Regions from separate parts of the Hordeum vulgare genome. Here region 1 is linked to region 2. Evidence: chromatin contacts called from public Hi-C data. All regions are on one chromosome and are shown on one strand. The core of a region is the stretch at or near the end of the contact, and the rest is flanking DNA. Distances in the headings are between cores, read along the strand shown.

Region 1 (6,881 bases), core at 1,549-4,048, 210 kb after region 2:
CCCCTGTGCGACCACGCCTTCACCCTCCAGCTCCAGCAGCCACCCCTCCAAGACTCGGGACGACATCCAGTCGCCGTGGATCCATCCTCGTGGTTGCCCTCCAGCGCTCGAAGAAGATCCATGTGTCCCTTTCTTGGCCCGCTCAGCCTTCGATGTCGCTCCCTTCACCATGCTAGGCTGCGGAGAAGTCGGGGCTGGGAATCGTTAGGGGCAGCCGGCGGTTCTTCGCGTTGGTGGCAAGAGTAGGAAGCAGAGATGGAAAGGACTTGATTCTGAGGCACGGTCTCCTCTCCCTTCCACCTCGCTACTTAAATACCTAACAGGGAGATTCCATATCGAGTACATCCCCGGCCGAGGAAGATCTATAGTATCCCGAGGATGGGGTGCACTGTAGCATGACAGCGACATCACACGCATGGAAATCGGGGCGTCATCCCACTACTTCCACTACCGGCGTCTCCGCCGAAACCGCCGCCCCCGCGCGCGTTCCCTCAGTTCCAAAGCTGCGAAAAAATCGTCCCGCCTCATATCCCGAATGGATTCCGTATCCACGACGTGTGACGAGGTGTGCCGAATGTTCTTTTCGCCCCCCCCCCACGGGACCCTGATCATCCGGGAAACCAATGAGGACGACCTGATCGTCCTTGCCTCAATGCAAGTGGGGATCCGTCACAACTCGCCGATTGAGCACACATAGTTCAGAGCTCTCGTTCGCCCAACTCGTGGGATCTATCTCCCCAAAAGATAATCGGTCACTACCGACTGTGGGCATACATGTATGACCAGGTAGTCGGAATTCGTCACTCTTGAATCCGTGTAGGTTTGCCGAGAGTCTGAATGAAGCAGCCCCGAGCTACAACCCAAGAATCTCCAAAATGTTGGAGACATCGAAGGAAGTCATTCACTCGGTCTCCAAAACCTCAACCGATTCGGGGGCTACTGATGGGGTTGTACATTACGGGTAGGCCTACGGACCTGCTTCCCTAGGCCCACCTAGGACCCCTTACAGACATCAGTGTCCTTAAAGTCACCGGTGTAGTATCGACCTCACTCGATACAACATATCGTCACTCGGCGTGCGTGGAGTCACTCGGATCACCTTGTATCAGTCGGATGCATCCTCGCACTCGGACCACAGCAAGGTGAAGGCACCGAAAAGGCTGCAACGGCTAAGGACTTAATCCATCACATGAAGTGCACTGAAGACCCATGTTACGAGTAACGCCGAGAGTTATAGCTGTCGTTTCTAGTAACTTTCCTATTTATTAGCATCATCTCACCTTGTAATGAAGCTCGGTCTGTCATGACATGTACTATATAAGCCACTCCCGGGCTCGAGCTCAAGGGTTCATCACCTTGTAATCTTACCTACCCCATAAGAAAACATCAGCCTCAGGGCTCGAGACGTAGGGATGTTACCACTTCCGAGTGGGGCCTGAACTCGTACATCCGAGTGCATCCGTTGCGCCTAATTAGACTTCGCTCCTTCGTTCGTACCCCTAGGTACTATTGTGAGGATAATTCCCATGACAGTTGGCGTTGCGACTTGTGTAGCGACGATGATGATGGCGTTCGGAGCTGAGGCGCAGTTTGTCCTTCTGATGTCGACGGTCGGTCCTGTTCGCCAACAAGTGTGCCTATGCTTGTTACTCATTGTGAGTGAGAAGGATAATGAATTGGACTCCGCGTTTTAAAAAAAACTAACCAGAACATCGGCAAAAGGATAATAATTTCTTGAATGATTTTACTATTACCTTTTCTGTTCATCCCGGAGCAAACTCTCCTTGAAAGCCAAGACGCTAGACTTGCTCTGATCTAATTAACCGGATAACTATGCATCCCATCCCATGGCAATTACATCTCCGTTATAGTAGTGTTGCAGCCACAGAGAATCAGATGTTTCCATTATTCCTGACAGCTCAAGAGAAAAGAATACTGCGCTGCTCTGAGCCCGGTGATTCTTAAATTCTGCAAGTTCCTGAATTTCTTAAACGGACTAGCTAGCTGCTGTGTGCTGCTGAAGTCCTTCTAACCCCGTCGCGATTAAAACTCTGGATAGAAAAGCCATGGCCCTCCCCCTCCGCTCCATTTGGCCTAATCTAAATGTATATATTCCCTTTCTAACGTGTCCCATTCTTTGGACAAGGTCTCCCATCAGCTTCTGATTGAGTGGTACATGACGGTGTTTTTGTTTATGGAACGGTGACAGTCAGTGATGGTACGCTTATTCCAGAAACAATATTATACCCTTCTCGACGCACATAGTATTGTTTTCTACGATATCCCTATCCACGAACCCCAATTTCTTCCTGTACCAACTAACTGCACGCGTTTTTTCTATTGCCACTGCGTCATGGGGCCAAGTTTTTCTTGTCAGAGTAGACATGGTAAACGATCGCCAGAACTAGTCCTCCCCTGGCGTGGCAGCGTCCCTGTGCCAAGCCCCCTCGATCTGGAGGCGCATTCCTGTACAAACTTGGCAGCGATTTCATTGCTGCTCCGTATATGCCATCGATCGACCGAGCAGTACTACAGGACCACAGCATACATGTATACACGAATGTACTACCTTCCTTCTTAAATATAAGTTTTTTTAAAAATTTCATTAATGAATTACATGTGAATATTTATAAACATATTTTAAAATATAAATTCATTCATTTTACTTCGTGTATCGAACGTAATGAAATCTCTAAAAAAAATTATATTTAAAAATAGGAAGAGTACTCTGCATGGTTGGAGTATGGACTAGGCCAACCGTGCAGATCAATGCGAAATGAGATGGTTGGTGGCCTGGCGCAAAGAGGACCACTTATATTTTAAAAATTAAAATCGTGCGCGTCTACGTGCCACCGAGGCACGGAACCGGATAGCAAATTTGTGTACAAAAATGTCCAGCGGCCAAGACAGTGTGCATGCAGTGTGAGCGTGACAAATTATCCATGTGCCGATAGAGCTGTGCGTCTCCCCGCAAAAAAAAAAAAAAAAGAGCCGTGCATCCACGCTAACAGCGGCTTTTGCACGGGGTCATCAATAACAGCCTGATCCAGAAACGTTAGATCTACATTTCAGAGCTCTCTCTGGGACCGAGCCAATCCGCTCGAAAAATAACACTCCCTCTGTCCCATAATTTTTATAGTTTGTTTAAAAATAAATGTATAAATATAGTAAAACATGACTAGATGCATTTATATCTAGATAAATCTAAGACAAGAATTTTAAGACGTTGGGAGTACGTAGTAATCATGATCCAAGCTGTGCTACGTTTCTATCATGAGAAACCATGGTCCCTCTCTATCTGTATACGTGTCGTTTGGGATCGAGGCCTGACCCGTTCCCAGACGAATAGTGTACCCATGCATTTTCTTGGGGTCCGGTTTGGATTTGGATCTGGTGTCTCGGCTTACAAATGGGTTGGGGATCGGAACCGGGAATTACTTCTCGGATCCAACAATGCATCCACGAACCAGTTCATGCTCCATGATACCTAGCTCAGTAAACTACTGCTACTTGCACACTCTATACAAGATAAACAAAACGGAAAGTGTGTAGTGGTTAAGCGAAACCACTTGCGGCGCGTAGCGACGTACGCGCTACATGTTCGCTTGCGATTGGATAAGCAGGAATCACCCCACTCGTAGATGAAAATGGTAGTTTAGGACCGGTTGTTGATATATACAAAATTGCTGTCAATCAAGCAGGAATCAGCAAGCTTGCCCGTTAAAAAAGCAGCAAGCTAGCTTCTAGTTTAGCTTGCGTAGGGCACACACGAGAAAGAGAAAGAGAAATGCATCGATCGATTGCCTTGAGACTCGGACTATTACATCATCATCACGCGCGCATGTCTACCACCTCCTCTATCTAGCACTCTCCACATTTCCAGCCATAGCTAGCTTAGCTTAGTTAGTTGTACGCACTCTAGTGCATTACTAGTGCTACTCATCTATAATCAACAGGTTAAGCGAGTTTCCTGGGCATCTATAAGCACCGTTTTGGAGTATTCTATATCGTCAGCCCCTTTATCTGCCTTGGATGCGTGCGGTGTTGAATTGTATGCTTTTTTATATGTGCTTTGTTGTTTTATTTATAAAACGGGACGGAACACTTTTTCGAGATGGCATTGCAAAGAGTCGAAAACAACCCTTTTGTTTTGAGAATCTGGTGCCGGTCAGGTGGCCCTGCCTGCGGTGCATGCATGCGATGCCTGCGGGACGGAAAAGGTGGCAGCGTCTACTCCCTTAATTCCCGGGTAATCACGGATCCAGTCTCCTCCTCTCTCACCGTGAGCTAATTTGGATCGATGCGCGCCAGCAACAGCGATTAGGGTTAAGACTTGACTTGGTCACCCGGCAGCACTAGCTTTATCATTACTGCATCCATGCGTTCTGCTGGCCGATACACAGTTCTTTACTACGAGCCTGAATCTATCCATCACTCTGGCCTCTGGGCATTTGCGTTTCGGTGTGTTGATGAGGACTGGGTAGTACTGGATAGACCTGACAGTTTCGCACGGCTCGAGATGGGGTCGCGGCCGTGTCCGTCCTCGTGCGCTCATACGCCCATCTGTATAGGCTCCTCTTCTAGCACGGCGACGGCGAGCCTACCACCAGACGCTACTTGTTCCCGTGCAGACAGTAGCGACACCGCCAGAATCTTGGCTGCTCCTGCGCGCGAAGACCATATCTCAAATTTTTTAGACCATATCTCAGCTTATTTTTCTACGGGGTAAAAGGGACTTCATTGCTCAACTATTGAAGAATTCGTTCCTACTACAAAGCAGATGAACGGCTGCAGGTCTAGATCGCAACCAAATTGGATCGGCCGGAAGCAGCAAGGGTGTGGCTAACAGAGGGTTTGGTTTTGACTTACATGAGCAATAGAGATATCCCTTTCATCAAAGATCCTCTTAATATCCTGAACTATCATTCTATGTATGTGACTATCTGTCAGCGGCGGACGAATTGATCAACTTGACCGCATCCATGCAGTCCATCTCGATATTCATTGGGTAAGTAGACCATTATAGAGCAAGGCTTAAACCCTCCCGTTTGATGATATCTGCTGTTGCAAAATGGTTGAGTCATCGAAGTGACTCGGCATAGCTGATTAGAAATCTGCAACAGGCTTCAGTTGTAGGTGGTAGCTTATGGTGTATTCTCTCCATTTTTTTTAATACAAATCCATTACAAAAATTATAATTTGCAGCTATATAAGGCAATTAACATTAATCAAGGTAAAAATGATGGGGTTTGGATCATACCAGCAATCAAGGACATTAATATCATTTGCATGCATGCGAGGATGAGAAGGTTGGTTTGCACAAGTGCTGTATTAATCGCCCAATGAGGAGTGAGAGGGTTGGCTGTGTTGTGGGTTGGACAAAAAATCACATTAATTAACTCATCCAACAAGAACTAAAGCTAGCTGTGAACATTGGCTTAAACCAGCATTAATTTTTACCTTAATACATGTAAAGTGGGTTTGTAACCTTAGCCTGTCCGTAATAGAGAGTATCATATACTAGTATCATGCATATGATACAAATGTATGATACTACTTCCGTAATATATATATAGTAGTATCATAAGTTAGTACTCCCTCCGTCACGGTTTAGAGGGCACATTTAAACTTGCGTGCGGTTCCAAAATAGACTAGGTTTAAGGCGCGAAAGCAATTACTCCTATTAATTAGTACTAGTACTACTCATGCATGCGCTCTCTCAATTTGCTGCTCTCACATTAGTACTACTCCCTCCGTCCCGGTGTATAAGTCATTCGCGTAGTTTTAGGTCATCGTTTTGAGGTATTAAATATGTGTTATATGTCATGAAAATCATATCACTAGATTTCTACACGGATGTAGTTTCTAAATATATATTTTTTATCACATATAATACATATTTAGATAGTTAAATTGTCGACCTAGAACTACGCGAATGACTTATACACCGGGACGGAGGTAGTAGTATTTTTTTAGTTGATTAGACACATTAGCATTTACACCTGCTACATCTCACAACTAATCGATGACTACCTTGATCCCAGAGATTTTTCCAATTAGCGTGCCTTCTAAACCGTGACGGAGGGAGTATCTAAGGCCTTCCGTAATGGTAGTATCTTGGCACAATATCATAGGCAAAATGCTGACGTGACACTATATTTATTGAGGAAAGAGGAGGTTGTTGTATCTTATTTAGGATACGGCTCTTGCACGGTATCATAGGCAAAATAACTTGTTAGACCAATCACATATTAGTATGAGGCCAAAATCATTAAATACATGCTTACTAAGATACGACACTTAACATACAATACATTAGGATGGTTGTATCTAACGATCGTATACTACCTAGGATACCGCGCTAAGAGACAATGCATTACGGAAGGCCTAAGTTGTCTTATTAATTATCATGCATGATACAAAGTAATACAACATTTGATATAACACGGTATCGTAATATGATACAATATCCTCTCTTTCCTCATTTAATGGTGTGTCACATCATCAAATAAGCCTAGTTGGCATGCATGATACTCCTTATATACAAAAATGAACATGGTACCATTTCATTACATACATGCCAACTCCTCCACGACACCATTAACACATGCATACGATCAACTTCATTTTGCTAGGATGGAAGATCAAAAGGCCACTCAAGGCATGTATTCTTGACCGAAGCTAGGTCACGCAATAGCCGTAGCAAGTATATTTCGAAGCATTTTCTTTCCCCGATGTAAACTAGGTTAGCGCGGATTATTTCATTTTTTTTAATATAGCTCCCTCGATATCTCGCGGCAACGGTTGGTTCGTTTGACTTGTTTTTTTTTGTTTTTTTTCCTAGCGATTTCCTTTGTTTCTTCCTGGTTTTCTTTGGTTTT
Region 2 (6,556 bases), core at 3,393-5,892:
TTCTGATTGAAAGAGGGCCTACAAGGGAATAAAAGCTTGTGTTTGAAAGGATCACATTTAGAATTTATCTTGACACTATCATTAATGATTTTGCATCAAAAAATTACACGAAGGAGCCATTTCTCATGATTACTTGAGGCTTGAGGTTCACTAGCATGTCAATTTTTCTTTTGTTCTTCGTGACTTCTAGGATGTTTGATTTACACCTGAAGTATGACATTGTTGTTTATGACTTGGTGTAGTATTTACGAAGGAAAAATTGCCGTTGTTTATTATAACTTTGCAATAAAAAAATATCGATGTATAGAATCAATTTTTCATACAATACTGTCATTGGGCCCATTCATTTGAGTTCGCCCCGGGGCTTTCGAAACTTTAGGACCGGCACTGGGCATGTGCCTACGTTTTTCTTTAGAATATGGCATGTTTATTTTAGAATATGGCTTGTGTCTATATATGGTGCTTTTTTCACTTCAAAAATCTGCCTCTTGGAAAAGGTTCAGTCAGAATATCCTTTTTCTATAGTGAGAGGGCATCTCATTCTCATTCAAAGGCCAAAGAAAAGGCCGCAAGAAACCTACCAAGCCGTTTGGAGAGCTCATGTTTGCCCCATTTACATTTTTCTACCCTTCATAACATATCCATGCAACGAGGGAATTCAAACTTCAACTGTGAAGTTTAGTACAAGACCAAGTAACCAACTAGGATAGCCAACGTCGTGTGCATATTTGCTTTTCTTATTTCATTTATATGCGCACACGGTCTAGTTTATTTCCTTACATTTTCTAGATTTTCTTATTTTTATTGTAAAATACGTGAACCTTTTCAAATTTGATACTTTCTTGCAAAAAAATATATAAATACACAAAATATTTCAATTTGATGAACTTTTTAATAGAAATTGACTGTTTTTTATAAAAATCTTGAAAATTAATTTTTATAAATCTATGAACTTTTTCAAATTTGTGAACATATTTTCATCACAAATTCTTTAAATTCGTGAACTTATTTTTGGAAATTTAGAAACTTTTTCAAACTCGTGATTTTTAAGACAAATTGACAAAAAAAATCATATTCGTGATATTTTTCCATACTTCCCGAACTCTTTTCAAATTTTATGAACTTTTTTTGAGATAGGATTTTTTTAAATCCTACGAACTTTTTTTGAAATCAGCAAATTTTTGAGTTCATGAACTTTCTACAAATCCACAAGGTTTTTTGGAATACCACATTTTTTGGAACTTGTGAACCTTTTCAAATTCCAGGACTTTCTTAAAATGGTGGATTTTTTTTAATCCCGTGAACTTCTTTTGAGCTCGAGAAATGTTTGAGTTCATGAACTTGTTTTAAATCTGTTAAGTTTTCTTGAACCTCTGATTTGTTCTGAAACCTATGAACATTAGTTTTGAAATTTATATTTTTATTTAATACTTCTAATATGTTAAAATAAGTGTCTCAACCTTAATACAACTTTGTAGTAAAGTTGGTATAATTTTTTTAAAAGTTAGCAGGAGAGCTGTTAAGATTTCATTCAGAAGAAGTACGCCGACGGTGAGAACTGTTTGGTTTATCGAAGGAAATTGGACGAAAACCTCTACAATAGGCAACCACACCTAGCTAAAGTAGAATATGACGCACATGACATATATGGTCGCGGGTAAAACAAAACTAGAAGAATGGAGTACACTGCACTCATTGTAGTGTCATCGTATATCATCCATCGCGCTTGCGACCTGACGACTTCGACTTCACTGCAAGAACATTGAAGGACACCCGCATCGAGCATGTTTGCCACAAGTGTGTTCTTCAACTTCATCGACCTCAGAGCAAGAAGACATGTACGAAAGGAGGCAAACATGTGCCGCTCCAATCCTGAGAGGAGGACGAATAAACTTGTCCGACTTACACTTCATGTCAAGTGTGTTCATGCTGCCAACACCACCGTGCAACAGTCATCCTTGGGCAAGTGCCAAAGCCCGACCATCCACACCACCTCTAACCAAGTGTGCTTCACCTGGAACCTCTCCAAAACAATGCTTCCAACAAAGTAAGGCAGCCAAGCATACCCCATTGTCGATCCGACAAGGCGGATCTAGGTATTCACCCGGAGAAAGGATCACAAAGGCAGAAGACGGTGGATCTCCTCGGTGATGCCTTCAAGAAGGGAAACATCATCCGCAGATGTTGCCATAACCGGCATCAAGCAAGATTTTCATCTGGAGAATCCACACGCAACCACACTACCAAGAGCCGACCACACCGCACCCAACTCCACGCAGCCCCAGCACCCTTGCACCTTTCACCGCCGGACCGTAAGCACCAACGCATGCCTGAACATGCCCGGATAGGGCATGCCCGCCCGCCCGCAGCCGCCACTGCGCGAGCCCCCGCGTGGGACTCCACCGCACAGGCAGGAAGGCGCAGATCCGCCTTCCCAGCCTCACCAGCCCGCGTCAGGCTCGGAAGAACCCAGATCGGGGCCCTCCAGGGCACATCCGCAGTTGTGTGCCCACCGGAAGAAGGCAGAGGCGGCGCGGCCTCGAGCGCGAGCGCCCCACCTCGGCCAACTACCGCCGCCACCCGCCTCAGCTAAAGACATCCTTAGATATGCCCGTCCGCCGCCAAGGGAGGTCGGACTTTTGAGATACGCGACGCGGCCAGAGAAAACGCCGTGCCGCCGAGCGCTTCCTTTGAATTTTGTTTTTATTTTATATTTTGCACGCGTTTTTGGCTTTTAAGTTTTTTTTAAACTTGATGTTCTGGTTTTTCATCGGTCTTTCTTAGCTTTTTGACGAAAAAATCAGATTTTTTTCACGAAAAATATGTTTTTTGTTTTGTTTCTGCGAGAGACACGGTTTTACCTTCGCGAGAGGCATGATTTGTCTTTCGCGAGAGGCACGATTTTACCTTCACGAGAGGTACGACCGTTCCTCTTGGAAAGGAAAACAATGTGTTTTCCCATTTTTTCGCGAGAGGCACGGTTTGGCCTTCGTGAGAGGCACGCCCGTGCCTTTCGGAAAGGAAAACACGTTTTTCGTGAGAGGCATAATTTTACCTTTGTGAGAGGCACGGTCGTGCCTCTTTGAAGGGGGAAGAACCTGTTTTCTGGTTTTTCCTATCACGAGTGACACGGTTTTTTTCGTAAAAGAAGTCCGTCAAAATCTATCGACATAGGATCTAGATTTGAATATCTCAACGCGAGAAATCCAACGGTGAAAACAGTTTGACATTTGAATGCACGGTTTAGAAGATAAAACATTTTAAAAATACGCATCTACGAAAAAAGTGAAAACTGTAAGGTTGCAACAAGTGACACGCATTCAGTGTGCCACTTGTTGTAACTTGAAAAGGTGTGTGTGATCTTTAAAACATATATTTCTTAATTAGTGATTTTGTGAGACCGCTCAACATTTTCTCATGCACGAACGGATAAGCGCTCGCATTCATATTAGGCCAGCCCACGACACGGGGTACATAAGCACCGGGAAGATGTTCGGGCGGAGCTTCTATTCAGCGCCTTAAGCGTACAGTGAGGGAGAGCAAGAGGTATGGGCCGGCCCGCAAAGTATTCTGCGGATTCCGCTTTTGGGAACTTTCTAAAAGGTTCCTCGCCAGTTTTGCAAACCATCTAGAAGGTTGGTTTTTTTGTAGTTTCTAGTTTTTATTTTAGTTTCCCCTTTTTCCATTTTATCATTATTTTTCTCAAAATGCTTCGAATTTTCAATATTGTAAAGAATTCAAAAAAGTGATCCTATTTTTCAAAAAAAAAATCACAATTCAAAAAAAAGCCTTAAACCATTTTTGAATTTCAAAAAGATTTCTTGGTTTTTAAAAATACCATGGTATTTAAATTATTTTTTTTACCAATAAATAATTCACCGAAGTTAAAAAAATTGTCATAGTTTTGAAAATGTATAGGAATGTTCAGAAAAAAAATGTTTTCAGAAAATGTTCAAAAAAATAAAAAAAAACTCGCAATTTTATTTGATGTGTCAAAATTATTCACTCTTTTTCAAGAAAACTCATTTTTTTAAAATTATTTGTGCTTTTTCAGAAAACTTCGAATTTTCAAAAGTTATTTTGCTTGTACAAAGATATTAGAAATTCATAAAATCATAATTTCAAACTTGTTCACAACTTGAAAAAGTCTTCATTTTTCAAAAATTGTTCATGCATTCAAAGAAATCCATGTTCAGTAAGTTTTTTTATTTTCAAACTTTTTTATCTTTTAAACATCCTTTACAATTTCCAAGGAATTTTCCAAACTTATCTTAAAAAGTTTTCAAATGTGTCGCTAGTTTTTCTTATAATTTTGCGCTGGTTTGATAACGTGCACTCGCTAACTCCGTTAGCTATCAAATACCCTTTCACGAGCGTGAGTATTGGGTTCCATCCTCTATGCATTTTTGTGACTTTACTTCACATCAATATGATGTGCTCGCCCAACATCGCCAATGGGCCAGCCCACTCGGGGCACGTACATTGTGCGAGTAAAATGACCGTTATGCGAATCGACGTCAATTCGTTTCAGGCTGCGACATATAGGAGGACCCTGTTTTTCAGGTGGGTTGGTAAGTAGTTGGGCCTCCAAGCAGGCACAGAGAGGCCGACAGCGGCGGTCATCGTGCGGAATCGTGCGATCTAAGGCCCGTACAATGCAAGTATTCTGATTTCTTTACGGGAGTAGCAGCCCAGCCCATGTAGCACTCCTCTGTTTGCTAATGTAGCCCATGCGGAGTTTAGAACCCTAACAGCCGCAAACACCCAATAATGCAGTTCCAACAATTAAAAACGATAGTTACTTGAGATGGCCGAAAAGATGCACGGTTATAACACTTCTAAACTTTAGGACAAAAAAAAAATCAAAAGCAGTATCATATCTGGATCGACAACTTTATGGAAATAATTATTCACACACGAAATGTTCAAGCAAGAAGAAAGATAGTCTAATCAGGATGACCATAATATAGCTCGAAAGTCGCTACAGCTTGTTCCAAGTCGTTATGGTTGGCTTTTGGAGCCCCAGGCTATGTAAAACATTATATTGTTGAGTAACAAAATCTGGGTGTAAACAATGAACGTATCCTTTCCTCCTCCGCAACAAACTACTCTTAGGCGACTAGGATTTTCCCTTCTCCCATCGGTGGCTCCGCGGTCTTCCTCGCCTCCCATGGCCTTTGGGCCATGGAGGTGCGAACGACCACTCATTCGACGTCTTGGTTAGGATTGTGTGGAGTCGATGATGTCTCCTGCGAGAAACGATGTCCCTCATGTCTGATCCCCGTCTGATGATGCGTGTAGCATCATCGGAGGGGGTGTGGTGGTGTGTCTTTGTCGGATCTTGCGGGATTCAATTGATGTTAGTCTTTGGTGGATTTATTTAGATCTGGTCTTCGTTGTGTATTGTTTACAAGTTTGTCCTTTCAGTCAACATTTATCTTAATTTTTTCCTTATTGGTGGAGAGGAAGAGAGGGAAAGAGAAGAAAAAATGAAGAAAAGAAAAAAGGTGGTCTGGGATAGCACCGCGTCCTATGTGACGGATTGATCGGACAAGTGCAAGGAGTCCATGACGATTCTCTTGTCGACTCTGGAGGAACCAAGGGGGAAGGTGAAACCCTCGCATCTGGAAGGATTTGAGATCCACACAGAAACAGGTTTGAGCGATTCCCTCCTTGATAAGGTAAAGGTTGATTTGTTCTCTAACAAGGAAAGAAACATCTCTCGAGAGATTGAGGACCTCTGTGCTTTTAGATGAAAGGGTGAAATTAGGAGATCGAAATTTATACCTAGTCTCCCCTAATAATAAAGCGCTTAGTGTTTCTGCCGTGCGTCGTCGGCCATTTTGCAGAAAAACCCTTGCGTTTTTCACAAATCAACCCACAGTCCGGATATAAGTGACAAGCACGAACCGTTTTTTTGTTGTCTTGCAGAAAGACCCTTATGTTTTCATGAAATCAACCCGCAATCCGTTTTGTCCGCATTTTACAGAAAAAACCCTAACTTTTACGATATTATACGTACGTATGTCCCGTTGCACGCAAGTTACTGATGTGAATCATCATGCATGATTTTTTTAACATTGTGAATCATTTAGGCCATCAAATTGTTAGTCCTGCGATATACTTCTATTTTGTTCCTCCGATGCTTCTCTGAGGTGTAAATACCTTTAATTTTCACATATTAAAAACAATGTCCGTGAATTTAGAAAATAGATTACTGATTTATAAAAATGTTTGTTTATTCAGAAAAATTTCATGCGCTTCAGAAAATGTTCGTGAATTTAAAAAAAATCCTCCAATTTCAGAAAATATATTCGTCTATGCTAGAATTGTTCAAGTGTGGAGAAAATAAAATACTTAAAACCCGTTTAAAATAAAAAAACATGATTTTTTGTAAATGTTTGTGCCGGGTGGATTGGATTATTATTGTATGTTTTCTATAAAATATTCTTGAAATTCAGAACAATTCTTTCAATTGCCAAGATTTTTTACAAACATGATATTTTTTAAAAAAAATGTAAAGCTTGCTTCAACTTGTGAATAAATTTAAAAGAAG

What was found. A called contact is a pair of places that touch in the nucleus more often than the background predicts.
Region 1: a contact with region 2 is called in a Hi-C map of leaf, with 4 times the contacts expected there. The contact joins two enhancer-like sites. A contact is called at or near these places in 2 of 6 Hi-C or Micro-C datasets (leaf and seedling).

What each region holds. Positions count from the first base shown.
Region 1 is chr4H:559,972,628-559,979,508 of MorexV3_pseudomolecules_assembly, forward strand. No RefSeq gene overlaps it. Among protein-coding and RNA genes, the nearest start is that of LOC123449510, 47 kb to the left of the region's middle. Within about 2 kb of position 2,799, at least 3 of the 3 cell types and tissues checked have open chromatin away from gene starts, as enhancers often do. A contact at or near this core is called in leaf and seedling, where this site is marked.
Region 2 is chr4H:559,757,584-559,764,139 of MorexV3_pseudomolecules_assembly, forward strand. No RefSeq gene overlaps it. Among protein-coding and RNA genes, the nearest start is that of LOC123447029, 57 kb to the left of the region's middle. Within about 2 kb of position 4,643, at least 3 of the 3 cell types and tissues checked have open chromatin away from gene starts, as enhancers often do. A contact at or near this core is called in leaf and seedling, where this site is marked.